2 separate regions of the Mus musculus genome follow, and region 2 is linked to region 1. The links are chromatin contacts, called in public HiChIP or PLAC-seq maps. All regions are on one chromosome and are shown on one strand. Each heading gives the region's core, a stretch centred on a gene start, on an enhancer-like site or on the middle of the called end of the contact. The rest is flanking DNA. Distances are from core to core; before and after follow the strand shown. Region 1 overlaps Tbc1d5 (TBC1 domain family, member 5). Region 2 has its middle 63 kb from the start of C330011F03Rik.

Evidence for each region. HiChIP or PLAC-seq counts read pairs in DNA pulled down with a chosen protein or histone mark.
Region 2: a contact with region 1 is called in an H3K4me3 HiChIP or PLAC-seq map of bone marrow-derived macrophages, with 8 times the contacts expected there. The contact joins two enhancer-like sites. A contact is called at or near these places in 1 of 15 datasets of contacts at CTCF or cohesin (large pre-B cells), 2 of 484 Hi-C or Micro-C datasets (bone marrow-derived macrophages and neural progenitor cells) and 6 of 115 datasets of contacts at active chromatin or transcription factors (the 230-238 cell line, CD8 T cells, acute myeloid leukemia and 3 more).

The regions. Positions count from the first base shown.
Region 1 is chr17:50,984,501-50,991,918 of GRCm38.p6, reverse strand. Tbc1d5 (TBC1 domain family, member 5) reads left to right here. Exons shown (of 22, transcript NM_028162.4): 4 at 7,245-7,314. Among named protein-coding and RNA genes, the nearest start is that of Gm31083, 110 kb to the right of the region's middle. Within about 2 kb of position 3,773, at least 2 of the 459 cell types and tissues checked have an H3K27ac peak or open chromatin away from gene starts, as enhancers often do. A contact at or near this core is called in bone marrow-derived macrophages, where this site is marked.
Region 2 is chr17:51,381,467-51,388,564 of GRCm38.p6, reverse strand. No RefSeq gene overlaps it. Among named protein-coding and RNA genes, the nearest start is that of C330011F03Rik, 63 kb to the left of the region's middle. Within about 2 kb of position 5,799, at least 28 of the 459 cell types and tissues checked have an H3K27ac peak or open chromatin away from gene starts, as enhancers often do. A contact at or near this core is called in bone marrow-derived macrophages, where this site is marked.

The DNA.
Region 1 (7,418 bases), core at 2,524-5,023:
AAAAAAAAACCAAACCAACTTTTCTTAAGACAAAATGGTGTTAGTCATCCAAAGTTTTAATAAAATTCTTACTTGTATTTTTTTTTTTTAGACTGTATTTATAGATTGTCACTTGATGAATCAGTCTTGTCTAAACAGGGAGAACTTGTAGTGAAATTTCAAGTGTATGATTCATTGACCTTAATATTATTGTCTATGTTTAAATGAATATTTTCTAATACTCTTTGACGCCATGCTTACTTTTAGGAAGCTCTTCTCTAAGTCTGTTTTCGTGTGCTCTCTCCTGCCTATTCAGATTTTATTATTATAGAAATATAATAACTACGATTAACTAAATTACAACATTGTAGGCTGCAAACCTCTCTGGAAATAGGATATGTATATAGTAAGGGTTTGCTGTGGTCATGGCAGATAGCCTGTAGAGTTGGTGTAGCTCAGTGCTAAGTTCCATTACTATTAAAATAAGACCATAACTTAGTATCTTTTGTTAAATATTAGTAAAATAAATTTTTCCTATAGTAAGACATAGTTATGTGCAGGACTGTAGAAGCTCATTATTTTGGAGAATTTTGTGGATCATTGACGCTATCTAGGAAATGTTTTAGAGCCTCAGTATGGCCTTTCTGTTAATCACTCTCCAAGCTGTGTACTTACTTCTAACAGTCTGTAGAGCTCTATTGCTCAGGACTCATCATGAAGTCCTGTGTCATGTGCCCTAAGTTTGCTCAGAGTACAGTTCACAGAAGGTAACTTCTAGTGATAGGCTGTCCCCACCAGCTCAGCAAGTTCTTTCTACAACTATCCATGCCATCCACCTCCACGGGAAACCCAGCAACACCTTCTGCTACTTTCCTTTCATAATTTTCTGAATTTTTTTCCTTTCTTTTTTATAACTTTGTGAGCATGTTTGAGTGTAGATAGTGTATCTGTGTTTAAATGGGTCAGTTCCTGGAAGGTGTGGACATGGGTTGGTTCTTGGAAGCAAGAGATCAACATCAAATGGCCTCTCCTATTTTTTTCCACCTTAATTTTTGAGACAATATTGCTTCACTGAACTTGGTGCTTGTTGATTTGGCTAGACTTAGTGAGTAAGGAGGACCAGGATCTCTGTCATTTGAATTGGAGTTGCAGACATGATAGCCATATTAGCTTTCTATAATATTATATTCTATAATATCTATAAAACCTCAGGTGTTTACGTGTATTTGCGGAAAGGGCTGTGCCCACTGCACCATTTGATTCTCTGCTATTTAAAATATGCACTCAGAAGGCAGAGGCAGGTGGATCTCTGATTTCCGGGACTGCTAGTCCACGGTACCAGGACAGTCAGGGCTACACAGAGAAACCCTGTTTCAAACAACAACAAAACAAAAACCAAAACAAACAAAAGAGCAAATGTGGTACTGAATGTAACATGAAGATTTCATGAAACTTTTCTCAGTATCTTGATGACATACATAACCTCTATTCTCTGAGACAAGTTGATCTGACTTAAAACAATGCCCAAAAAATATTTTCTTTCCAAAGAGTTTTTATTATTTAAAAATAACAATTTTAAGATAGAGAAATTAATCAGACCATTATTTGATCTTTAAAATGTAGATAAATTCAAGATAATAAAGAAGATTAAACTGTCTCCTCACAGTTTGCTTTAAAATACTGTGTATCGGCACATGACTACATTTTAACCATAATATTTTTAATCATGCTTTCTGAGGATATTAAAGTTAATAAAACATTTAATTGCTTTTTCTAATCTTAGTTTGAATCAAAGCCTCTCCCCTATACACTAGTAGAAACCTAAAAAGTAAATACCACTTCTCTGACAGGTCTTTCTTGAGTGTGCAGTGTTTTTCAGTGTTCCGACTTAGCCTGCGGTGATACTTTCAAATTCAGTGCTTTCAAATGTAAGCTAAAGGCACATTTGAGTAACTATTCTTATCTGTAGTGTTTGTCTATCTACTTTAACCTAGTTTAAATATTTTTATTCTTTTCGAAACAGATAGATCTTGGTGCATAAAAAATTTCTATAGAAACTTATTATAAATCTTCACTTAGCATGATTTCAACAGTTCATGGATCAAACAAATAAATATCATTATCTCAACATGAGTGTAGTTAAAGCAAAAAGAATATCTTGAGTTTACTTATCCTATTTTGAAATTTAAGTTACAGTTATATGATTATTGTCATAATAACTTAGATACATATATGTTAGAAATTATTACTTGAAAATACTGGGGATTTGTATAATCATTCCAGCTAACACAAATTGAGAACATTTTTTTCTTCAAATGAGCATATTACTTCATTTTTAATTTTTCCCCTTATTGAAAATAGAATCTTTTCTCACGTAATATTTCCTGATTATGGCTTCTCTCCTTCTTCTTCTCCTAGTTCCTTCCTACCTCCCCTCTAGATCTACTCCTTTTCTGTCTCTCAAAAAGAAAGACTGGCTTCTCTGTGATCATAAGGAAATGTAATAAAACATAAAACAAAAACTAGTATATCGGAGTTGTTCAAAACCAACAGGGAAAAGAAAGAGCTCAAGGAGAGAGCACAAGAATCAGAGACCCACTCGTTCCCACACTCAGGAATCACATAGGAGCACTGAACTGGAAGCCATAATGCATGTGTACAGACCGGACTTGATACAAAAGCTTGCAGCTCTGTGCATGCTGCCTTGGTCTCTAGTCTCTGTGAGTTCATATGACCTTCGATCCTGTTGATTTAGAGAGCCTTATTTCTTGGTGTCCTGCATCTCCTCTGGCTCTTACACTTTCTATCTTCTCTTCTGAGGGATATCCTGAGCGCTGAGTGGAGAGATTTGATTGAGACATTCCACGGGGCTGAGTGTTCCAAGGTCTCTCACTCTCCGTGCCACCATTTTCTCTTCCAGGGAGGACTCCACTGGAGATGAGAGTTTGTGCTGGGTTGGTATTTACATATGTCCTTTGGTAGTGTGCAGAGAACCTTCCTATATCAAAGACCTATAAAGTAGGGGTGAAGGTACTGTGTGGACACACCAGATCAATTTCTCCTTGTTCAATGAGGAGAACCTCCTTGTGTTTGTGTTGTCTTCAGCAATATAGCCTTGCTGTCAGTCTGCAGATCAACCACCTATTCCCTTGAAGACAACCTGAGTTGTTTGCGGATTTCCATGGGACCCCTTTGGCCAACAACACAGTTAGATGTAATTCTGCCCCAGTACTGATAACTTCATTTAGTGACAATAGAAGAGCCAAACTACTTTGTGTTACTTATTTTACGAAGTTGCTTACCAAGTAATAATAGTAAAAATAATAATAATAATAATAATACGTAAATTTCACACATTTGTAGCTACAAGAATTGGTGAGTTGATGTTAAAGATATAAACTAGAGTATATTGTAAATTATTGTATAACATTGATTGTTATACTGTATATTTGTGTATAATTCATATACATATTTAAATTATATAAGCTGAGTTAAAATCGCCATGTCCCTTTGTATACTAGGTTTTGAAATACCTTTAAAATCGAAATTATATTCTGAAAATTGTCTTACGCTGTTAAATTACTTTTCAAACAAAAGGAAATTTAGTATTCTAAAACACAATTGAGTATTTGTGTTATATTAACACTTAAAGCCTTTTTGTGTGTGTGCATGCAGGGTATGTGTGTGTGTTTCTATCTGTCTATGTGAGTGAAAATCAGTCTGTACAGTCTTGTTGCACTTATTGTTGGTTGTTTGACAGCTTGATTCCCAAATTACGAGGACACCTAAAAACATATTAAACTCTCTTGCACCCTCTGTTGATATTTTAGAGGAACACTACACATACGTTCCAAGATTATATTGTCATTGCACTTACTTCCTTCCCTTTGAAATTAATGCTTACTTTACTACATTTAAAAGCAAATTAGTAATAGAATGACATTTGCTTGTAGTTTTTATTTGGGGTTTTCTCATCTTTAGATGCGCTCTTAGCATGTCACAGTTTAAATGAAGGATGAGTTTCTGTTGTCTGTCTGTTTTCTCCTGGTTATCAGTGGTAACGCCTCCAAATGTCTCACATTAATAAAGATTCCTACAGTACATAGCATCCTTTATGTACAGTTTTCTAGGAATACAAACTCTGGTGTGTGTGTGTGTGTGTGTGTGTGTGTGTGTGTGTGTGTGTGTGTGTGTAAACCTTTCAACAGTCGTTTACTCCAGAATAAGAATTTAAAACATCTATACTAAAATTGAGAACTTGTTCCTGTCATAAACATTTGCTGTAATAATTTCAACTGTAGGCTTGAAAGGACAAAGCTGTTTTTCCCACTTCAAAACTTTATTGACTTTTCCCTGTGTAACAAATTCTGAAAATTTTCACAGATATTGCTAGTGAAACAGTTTCACTCCTTATGTGGTATATTTTTGAGAAGGAAAATCTGCTTTTTTGTTTCCTTATTACAGTCTTTTGCACCTTGGAAATTACAGTTAATGTGGCATTTTCTCAGGTGACAATTACAAACTATGGAAAATATACAAAATGTGTGCAACATCTTATAATAAAATATGGCTATTGAGAAAAGCGCTAGACATGGTATTGTGGTGACTAAACCTAGCAGAGGAAGGCGTCTCATCTGCATAGCCAGTTTTAGGTCCTCTGAGCTCTACAGTGAGACACTCAAAAATAAACCAACAAACAAAGCAAATAAAATCCCCACAGCTTTTCTTATTTGAATGATTTTTAAATACTTGTTCTTATGGAATCCAGCTGAAATGAGCAAGAGTTATGTAGGTGAGATTTACCTCACTAATTGCAATCTTTAGTCCTAAAGATGAGGAAGCATCTGATGTCAGGGTATAGCAGTAATGCTTGCTCTGTGCTGGTGCTGGAATGACACACACGAAGTGTCTGCAAGCTTTTAAAGAGCATGGAATACAGGAAAATTAGGTTTAGTGACTGAGATACTATTTCTTTTATCATTTCAGATTATGATAATCCTACTAATTTTAATTGAAATAAGATATTATATGTGTAATCTCACCCTTGTTGTAAAAGAATTAGCTTACACACAACTATAATAATCATAAACATTTGCTTTTATTTTGTAAATAATTTGTCATCCTTTTTTTTAAAAATCCAGTTATCAGTGAGTGCATACCATGTGTGTTCCTTTGTGACTGAGTTATCTCACTCAGGATTTTCTAGATCCATCCATTTGCCTGTGAATTTCATGAAGTCATTGTTTTTAATAGCTGAGTAGTATTCCATTATGTAAATATACCACATTTTCTGCATCCATTCCTCTGTTGAAGGATATCTGGATTCTTTTCAGATTCTGGATACTATAAATAAGGCTGCTATGTACATTGTAGAGCATGTAAAAAGTCTTTAATTTCTTTATTTCTTCCTTGACCAAGTTATCTTTGAATAGAGCGTTGTTCAGCTTCCTTGTGTATGTGGGCTTTCTGTTGTTTCTATTGGTATCTCCAGGGGGTCTCCCTTTGTGGGGTTCCTTATTGCTTCTATTTCCATTTTTATATCCTGGATAGTTTTGTTCAATTCCTTCACCTGTTGGTTGTGTTTTCCTGTAATACTTTAAGGGATTTTTGAGTTTCCTCTTTAAGGGCTTCTAGCTGTTTATCTGTGTTCTCCTGTATTTCTTTAAGGGAGTTATTTAAAACCTTCTTAAAGTCCTCTATCATCATCATGAGATGTGATTTTAAATCAGAGTCTTGCTTTTCTGGTGTGTTGCGTCATCCAGGGCTCACTGTGGTGGGAGAACTGGATTCTGATGATGATGCCAACTAACCTTGGTTTCTGTTGCTTATGTTCTTGCCCTTGACTCTTGCCATTTGGTTATCTGTGGTGTTAGTTGGTCTTGCTGTTTCTGTCTGTGTATTTGTCATTCTCTTTGATTGAAATATGTTTTATGTTTAAAATAAGCAGTCAGAAACACCTTGGGAAGATATTTTGAAAAAGGCATCCTATTAAAAGGTTCAGCAAGCTAAGTAAGAATCTCCCTAGCGTTTGAGTGCTGGTCAGAAACACGCAGCTCTGGAGAGGAATTGGCATTCTTATGTGAAACAAGACACGGCCGCCACAGGAAGTTCATCTCCGTTTTCAGGAGCTATTTAATGAATGGCATAATTATGGAAAAAAAGTACCTTAGTATTATCTACAAAAATTTAAATCTCATTTTTAAACTGAAATCTTTACAATTACTATTTGATATAACCAGGTCTATTGTTATAATCTCAGGAAAACTGATATATCACTAAATTATTAAGTTGTTAAATGTGAAATGATTTTGAAAGTTACATTGCAGGGATTAGAACTCTAAAACTTAATTATATTCTGGTCCTAATTTGCTTTGAGGAAGAAATAATATATTTAATCATGTACTGCTTCATGAGCGCAGTATTTTAAAATATGTGTTTAATGAAGTAAACTACTAAATTTCTAAGTATAAGATGTTTTTAACTGGGATCTTGCTAACCTTTAAAATAGTTTAAAATTTTATTTTCTTCTTTAATATTGATTCTGATATTTGCATACATACACACATATATTCTAAATATGATTTTACAAATATTCTTGTTTTTATGTGCAAACAATTTTATTACAGAAAACATATGTCTTTTGTTGAAATTTCTCTCCAAGCTTTGTATTGCTTAGTTTTTAACCATTCAAATATAACATCAACAGTTAAAAACATGGTTTAGAAGAAATGTTAAGGTATACTGGAAGGTTCCTTAAAAATGTATTCTTGCTCATCACCTCCCTGTGTGTTTCCTTTTGCCTGTCTGCTTTTGAGACTGCTGGATAGTGGCATAGCTTTTAGCTTTGTTCTCTACTTCTACCCCTTTGACTATACTGCTGCTTAGAAAGGAGACCTGCTTTGTAACAAAAGAGTTCATAAATATCAGCATGTAGTTAAATGGTTTATAAGTTCCTGTGTTTCTGTGATCCATAAAAGAAATTTAACAAAAGTTATCATACTTTGCCTGCTAGCAATTACTTTGGCAGTCTCCTACCCAAATTAAGAGTTTTGATATTGGTTTGTATGTTGACCTACACGTGAGTTTTTAACCTAAAAGCTCTGAGTACAAAAGATAATTGGGAAGATAGAAAAGGGCAGGATATATATCTATTGTTTTGAAATTTTTTACTGTGAGACTACGTAGAGCTGTCACATAGTGCTTTTTAATGGAAATACTCAATTTTGCAATTTCTGTTATTTCAGTGTTTCTATTTTTGTCTCTAGGAGATCTAAGTCAAAATGGAAGAGGATCAAATTCTACCTTAGACACTGAAGGGACGTTCAATTCATATATGTAAGTGAAAATTACATACATTCACAGCTTTTGTTACAAGTTATGTTTACAAGATAGCATACCAGACACATACTTTTATAGAATTCTGGCCGTAGAATAGCAGG
Region 2 (7,098 bases), core at 4,550-7,049, 390 kb before region 1:
ACAAGGTGCAAGTGAAGTATGCAAAGACAGGCAGCTATCCTACTGTGCTTTCTGTTCCCGTGATAAAACCTTCTGTCCATCAGCACCTTAGGGAAGAGTTTATTTGATATACACATCGATGTCACAGCTGATCATTGAGGAAAGTCAAGGCAGAAAGCAAAACAGAAACCACAGAGAAACACAGCTTGAAAGCTCACTCCCTGGCTCAAGTTTTAACAGCTCAGGCTCGCCTGCCTAGGAATGCTGCTACACATAGTGGGCTGGGACCTTCTACATCAAGACAATCCCTCACAGATAACACCACCAGCCATTGTGATCTGGGAAATCCCTTACTTGAGGCTCCTTCAGATGACTTTGGGCTATATTAAGCTGATGCTGAAGCTAATTAAGACAGTAGCCCAGCTCTTGGTGACTGGTAGGATCTGAGAGTCAAGTTAATAACATCAAAGAATTTACTCAATAATATCACAGCAGAAAATCTCAAATCTAAATAAATAAATTGATGTCCAAATACAAGGCATTTAGAATATAAAATGGGACAAGGCCAGAGAAGAGCATCCCTATGATACAATCTAATCGAGATGTTAGGAGTAAGCAAAGGAAAATACTGAAAGCTGTAAGAAGGAGATAACTTATGTACATGGGCAAATACAACATCAAATCTCTCATTAGAAATCCTAAAAGCCAAGAAACCATGTTGTGATATACTCAGCATTAGAAGGTAAATAGATACCAACTAGGAGTCCTATGTTCACCTGAGTTAGTATTTAAAATTGACAGAGAAATAAGTATATTTCAAAACAAACATCAAGTCAGCAAATCAGATCTTTTAAAAGAATAATCTACATACAGGAGGAAGACAGTGTCAGTCATGAGAACACTGGAAAGAGTAAATTTCATGAGAAGAATAAACTAACAAAAGAGATCTAGAAAGGAATTCATCATGCCCAATACATGAATAAACTCCTGGAGAGAGAGAGAGAGAGAGACAAAGAGAGAGAGAGAGAGAGAGAGAGAGAGAGAGAGAGAGAGAGAGAGATATCAAGCAACCATCTAATCAATGATAAAATAGTAGGGATTAATAATCATCTCTTGATAAGATATATAAATGTAAATGACCTTAAATCACCAACAAAAAGATATAGACCAGCTAAATGTATTTTTAAAACTAGATTCAACTATCTCTTACCTCCAAGAAACACATCTCACTAGCAAAGACATCTAGAGACTGATAGTCTAAGGTAGAAATCTATCAAGCACATGGCAACTTAAAACTATGTGAGATGTAAAACTATATGAGATATAACTATTCTCATACCTGATAAAGTAGACTGAATTCCTAAATTAGTCAAGAGATAAAGCTATTACATGTCAGTAAAGAAATCAGTCCATCAAGAAGGTACAACAATATATATATATATATATGTATATATATATATATATATATATATATGCATGCATGCACTGGCTATTTCAGCTCCACATTTCATAAAACAAATGCTAATTCCCTTTAACAAAAGGCCAGATAGATCCTTATATAACAATAAGGGATGACTTTAATACCCCAGTTTTACCATTAGCTATATAATAAAAACTAAAAATCAAGGGGGAAAACACAGAGTTAAAATACATTACAGATATAATGGATCTAACAAATATTATCCAGCAAAAATGGAATACAAATTATATCAGCATCTCATTCACCTTAAAATGAGCCACATTCTATATTAAAAGGCAAATCTTAATAAATGCAAAAGAACTGAAATATTTGTTCCTGTCTTACTATGTCATGGTGAAATAAAATTAGAAATCACTAAAAAGAGAAACTTTAGAGATTACACAAAGACTTAGAAATTGAACAATAACAACTGTAATAACAAGAGTCACCAAAGAAATCAGGAAAGAAATTTAAAACCTCCTAGAGTCAAATGAAAATGAAAATACAACTTACCAGCACCTTTGAGACACAGATAAGGCAAAAGATAAAAGTGTTTGCCTGTGAGAAAATCATATGAAAATCCAGAAAGATCTCAAGTACTTTATCCTAATGACACAACTCAAGGTTTTAGAAAAATCAGAGTAACTCAAACCTGAAAGCAATGGGTGGCAAGAGAAAACACCAATCAAAGTAGAAATTAATGAAATGGAGACAAAAGAATAACATTGGTTCTTTGAAAACATAAATAAAGGTACAAAGCCCTAACAAAACTAATCAAAAGAAAAAGAGAAGGTCCCTAAATTAGAAATGAAAGAAGGAAGGATACTGTGTATTTTTTCTTCCTTCCTCCCTTCCTTCCTTCCTTCCTTCCTTCCTTCCTTCCTTCCTTCCTTCCTTCCTTCCTCCCTCCCTCCTCCCCTCTTTCTTTTTTATTCCCATTGCATCTGACTCAATGCCTCCCTTCCTGTCACTCCCTACCACAATACTTCCCTCATTCCCCCTTCTCCTCTGAGCAGGTGGGGACCCCCTGGGTATCCCCACAGCCTGACACTTCAAGAATCTGTGACACTAGGTGCTTCCTTTCCCACTGAGGCCAGACAAGGCAGTGCAGCTAGAAGAATATATCCTACATATAGGCAACAGCTTTTAAAATAGCCCCTGATCCACTTGTTCAGTGGGGACCAAGCTGCACATCTTCTACATATGAGAGGGGAGGACTAGGTCTAGCCCATGTATGTGCTTTGGTTGGTGGTTCAGTCTCTGAGAGCCCCAAAGTGTCCAGGCTTGTTGATTTTGTTGGTATTCCTGTGGAGTTCCTATCCCCTTAGGGGCTGCAATCCTTCCTCCTATTCTTCCACAAGAGTTCCCAAGCTCTATTCACTGTGGGTAGAAGAACCTTTCTGAGGAAGAGCCTTTCAGAGGACAGCCATCCTAGACTCATGTCTATAAGGATAACAGAGTATCACTGATAGTATCAGGAATTGGTGCTTGCCAATGGACTGGGTCTCAAGTTAGGGTGGTTATTGGTTGGCCATTCCTTCGGTCTCTACTCCATCCTCAATTCCTAAGTTTCTTGTAGACAGGATAAATTTTATGGGTAGGTTGGTGTCCCTATCACTCCACTGGAGTTCCTGCCTGGCCACAGGAGGCAGACTCCTCAAGCTCCAAATCCTTAATGCTATGAGTCAGAGATAAGGACACCTCCATTGTTTCTTGGATGCTTCCCCTATCTCAGACTCCATGATGCCTTTGTTTTTCATAGATGAATAGACACTATATATTTCAATGAAATACAGAGACCCAGTTAAGATTAATTTAAAACCTTTATCCAAGGCATTGGGAAACCTAGAAGAAAGGGATAAATACCCAGGCACATATAGCTTATCAAAACAAAGTTAAAAAGTATGATCAACTTAAAGCAACAAGATTGAAATAATAATAACCTTCCCCAAGATACAAATCCAACAATAGACCATTCCACTGCTAGCTCTTCTAAGATTTAACTGCACTCGTGGCTCAGGTCTCTCAGGGTCCTGGTTCTTTTGTTTGCTCTATAGTGATGGCTCTTTCTTCATCTCTTTGCTGACTCCTCCCCCATTCCCAATTATTGACTATTGGGTTAGCCTAGTTCCTGTCCTTAGTTCTCTCCATTCACAGATCAACATCCACTCCGTGGGTTTTAATACTACTTCTAGCCAGTCATTTTCAGGTCAATGCCTCTCCATACTAAAGTCCAGTTGCCTAGCCTACTCAATGCTATGATCTCTGTGTCTGCTTCAGCAATGATCTATGCTCTAGAAGGATGGTGGAAAGTCCACTCTTGTTATTGTCATCATTTATGCCTCTCATTCTTATAACCCAAGCCTATATATTATTAGTAAATCCTGCAGTTCAATGGTAAAGTACTTCCTTACCTCCTTCACTGTGACCACTTTTTCTATTATACAGATGACCTCTTAACATGCCCTATAATTTATTTGTGTGGCATGCCTATTATTTATACAACTGTCGACATTTTAAGAGTGCAAACTCCATGTGGTAGAACTCTTGTTCATTTCATTATCTATCTTAAGCTCCTACATCAGTGTCTGGCTCATAGCGGGTATTCAGTAAACATTGTTCTTACTGATTTATTTGATAAATGTAAATTGAATATTTAAATTCACTAGGCATTGGACATATATGAATAAATCATGCCTCTGTCTTCATTGAATGTATATTTAGTGAAGAGGGAGAGAAAATTAATAAGCAAACTAACAAATAAGACACTCTCAGATATAAGTATCTGAAAAAAGTAATATGAAGTTATTTAAGGGAAGAATGAAAACAGGGCTGATGGAAGTTGCTCTGGAGGACAGAGAGGACAAGTGTGGATGAGTGGTCATGGCATGTATGTTGTGGTAAAGTGTTTGAATGCTACCCTGTGTGTGACAATATGACTGGTGGAAGATGCAGAGAATGGCTTAAGGAAGGAAAAAAGAAAGGAAACTAGAGAGTGATTAAGAATATATTGTGTTTAATAGCTAAGTAGTATTCCATTTTGTAAATGTACCACATTTTCTGTATCCATTCCTCTGTTCAGGGACAGCTGGGTTCTTAGGCAAATGGATGTACCTGGAGGATATCATCCTGAGTGAGGTAACCCAATCACAAAAGAACACACATGATATGCACTCACTAAGTGGATATTCACCCAGAAACTTAGAATACCCAAGATACAATTTGCAAAACACAAGAAAATCAAGAAGAAGGAAGACCAAAGTGTGGATACTTCATTCCTCCTTAGAATAGGGAATAAAATACCCATGGAAGGAGTTACAGAGAAAAAGTTTGGATCTAAGATGAAAGGATGGACCATCCAGAGACTGCCTCACCCGGAGATCCATCCCATAATCAGCCACCAAATGCAGACACTATTGCATATGCCAGCAAGATTTTGCTGAAAGGACCCTGATATAGCTGTCTCCTGTGAGGCTATTCCAGTGCCTGGCAAATACAGAAGTGGATGCTCACAGTCATCTATTGGATGGAACACAGGACCCCCAATGGAGGAGCTAGAGGAAGTACCCAAGGAGCTGAAGGGATCTGCAACCCTATAGGTGGAACAACAATATGAACTAACCAGTAAGCCCAGAGCTCATGTCTCTAGCTGCACATGTAGCAGAAGATGGCCTAGTCAGCCATCATTGGGAAGAGAAGCCCCTTGGTCTTGCAAACTTCATATGCCCCAGTACAGGGGAATGCCAGGGCCAAGAAGTGGGAGTGGGTAGGTAAGGGAGCAGGGCCGGGGGAGGGTATAGGGAACTTTTGGGATAGCATTTGAAATGTAAATGAAGAAAATATCTAATAAAAAGTTGAAAAATAAAAAAAGAAAAAGAAATAATGGCATGGCAAAAAAATAAAAAAAGAAGAAAGAAAAAAAAAGAATATATTGTGATTGCCTGGAGGTGGTGTCACATGCCTTTGATCCCAGTACTTGGGAGGCAGAGACAGGCAGATCTCTGAGTTCAAGACCAGCCTGGTCTACAAAGTTCCAGGACAGCTAAGGCTACACAGAGAAGCTCTATTTCAAGGGGGAAAAGATTGCAAGATGACAGACTTTTACTTTGGGGAGCAATAGGATGGTTTAGACATTTATAGGAAAGGCACGATCTATCTCAAAAATTCCCACTGGACAAATTACAATAAACATGCACTTAAGAACAATGATGGGCTTGTTTTTAAAAAGAAAAATCACTGAGACAAAAATAATTAATTGGGACTTGAAATCAGAACACTAAAAAAATTTAGAAGCTAAGATTATCCTGAAGACGGAAGTCAGAGCAGGAAGTGTTAGTTACAGGAAGTACAGTCGTTCACCACACAAAAGGCAGGCCATGAGTCAGCACAATGTGGCTGTACTAAGATCGCAACCCTATAGAATAAGGAGACCTTCAGTGAGGCCAGGGAAGCTTGACCCTGGCCCTCCCTAGCAGGAGAGCCAGGAAAAAGAACCACTCGCCTGTCCCAGTGGGAGTCATCACAGAATAGACGCAATCTGACTGTTAGAGGCTTTCTGCGGTAAATAACAGTCTGCCTAAAATTCCTAACAAAATACTTTCAAATGAATCTATTTGCTACAGAGTTGGGAGATCCACAAGAACAGTAAAAAGCATAAAGAATTAAAAATAAATAAATTAAAAAACCAATGCATTTAGAAATATTTAAAGAAATTTCTTACTTTTTTTTTTTTTTTTTCAAGACAGGGTTTCTCTGAGTAGCCCTGGCTGTCCTGGAACTCACTTTGTAGACCAGGCTGGCCTCGAACTCAGAAATCTGCCTGCCTCTGCCTCCCAAGTGCTGGGATTAAAGGCGTGCGCCACCACTGCCTGGCTTAAAGAAATATGTAAAGTGACAAAATATAGTATCTTAGAATCAACCTAAAGAAAACACAGACCATTATTATAGAGTTCAGAGTCTTGGTGAAGATACTCATTTTGATGCTATGGTTGGATATTCAAAGGTTGATCATAAATTAAAAAAAGGAATATAATTTATAGCATCACAGAAAATATTAGAAAAAAAATAAGAAATTAAACTCAATGAAGAAAATCCAAATGAAACATTCACAAATAAAAGAAGAATATTTAATAGTAAAAATACAAACATAACGAAGTATATACGATATTAACAACAAATCAAAACACTATAAACCAAATAATGTTGGTGTTCAGCTCTATGAATGTCCACAAAAGAAACACCCATGTGCACAGAAAACAAAATATGAGAAATAAACAAGGCTAGAAAGTTGATCTGTGCAGACTCCAACCAAAATAAACAATAGCCATATTAACTCCAAATCACAGGGTGCTGAATACTGTGCAGCATCCTGTAAAATATTTGTAATTTTTAAATCAGAAAGGAGAAAGCAATCCTTCATTGATTTATTTTGTTCATTTCTTTATTTTATATGAGTACACTGTAGTTGTCTTCAGACACACCAGAAGAGGATGTCAGATCCTATTATAGATGTTTGTGAGCTACCATGTGGTTTCTGGGAACTAAATTCAAGACCTCTGGAAGAGCAGTTAGTGCTCTTAACCACTGAGCCATCTCTCAAGCCTTGAGAGGCAATTCTAAAGTCCATTGTATCAAGTGACATAACTTTGAAATACACGGAA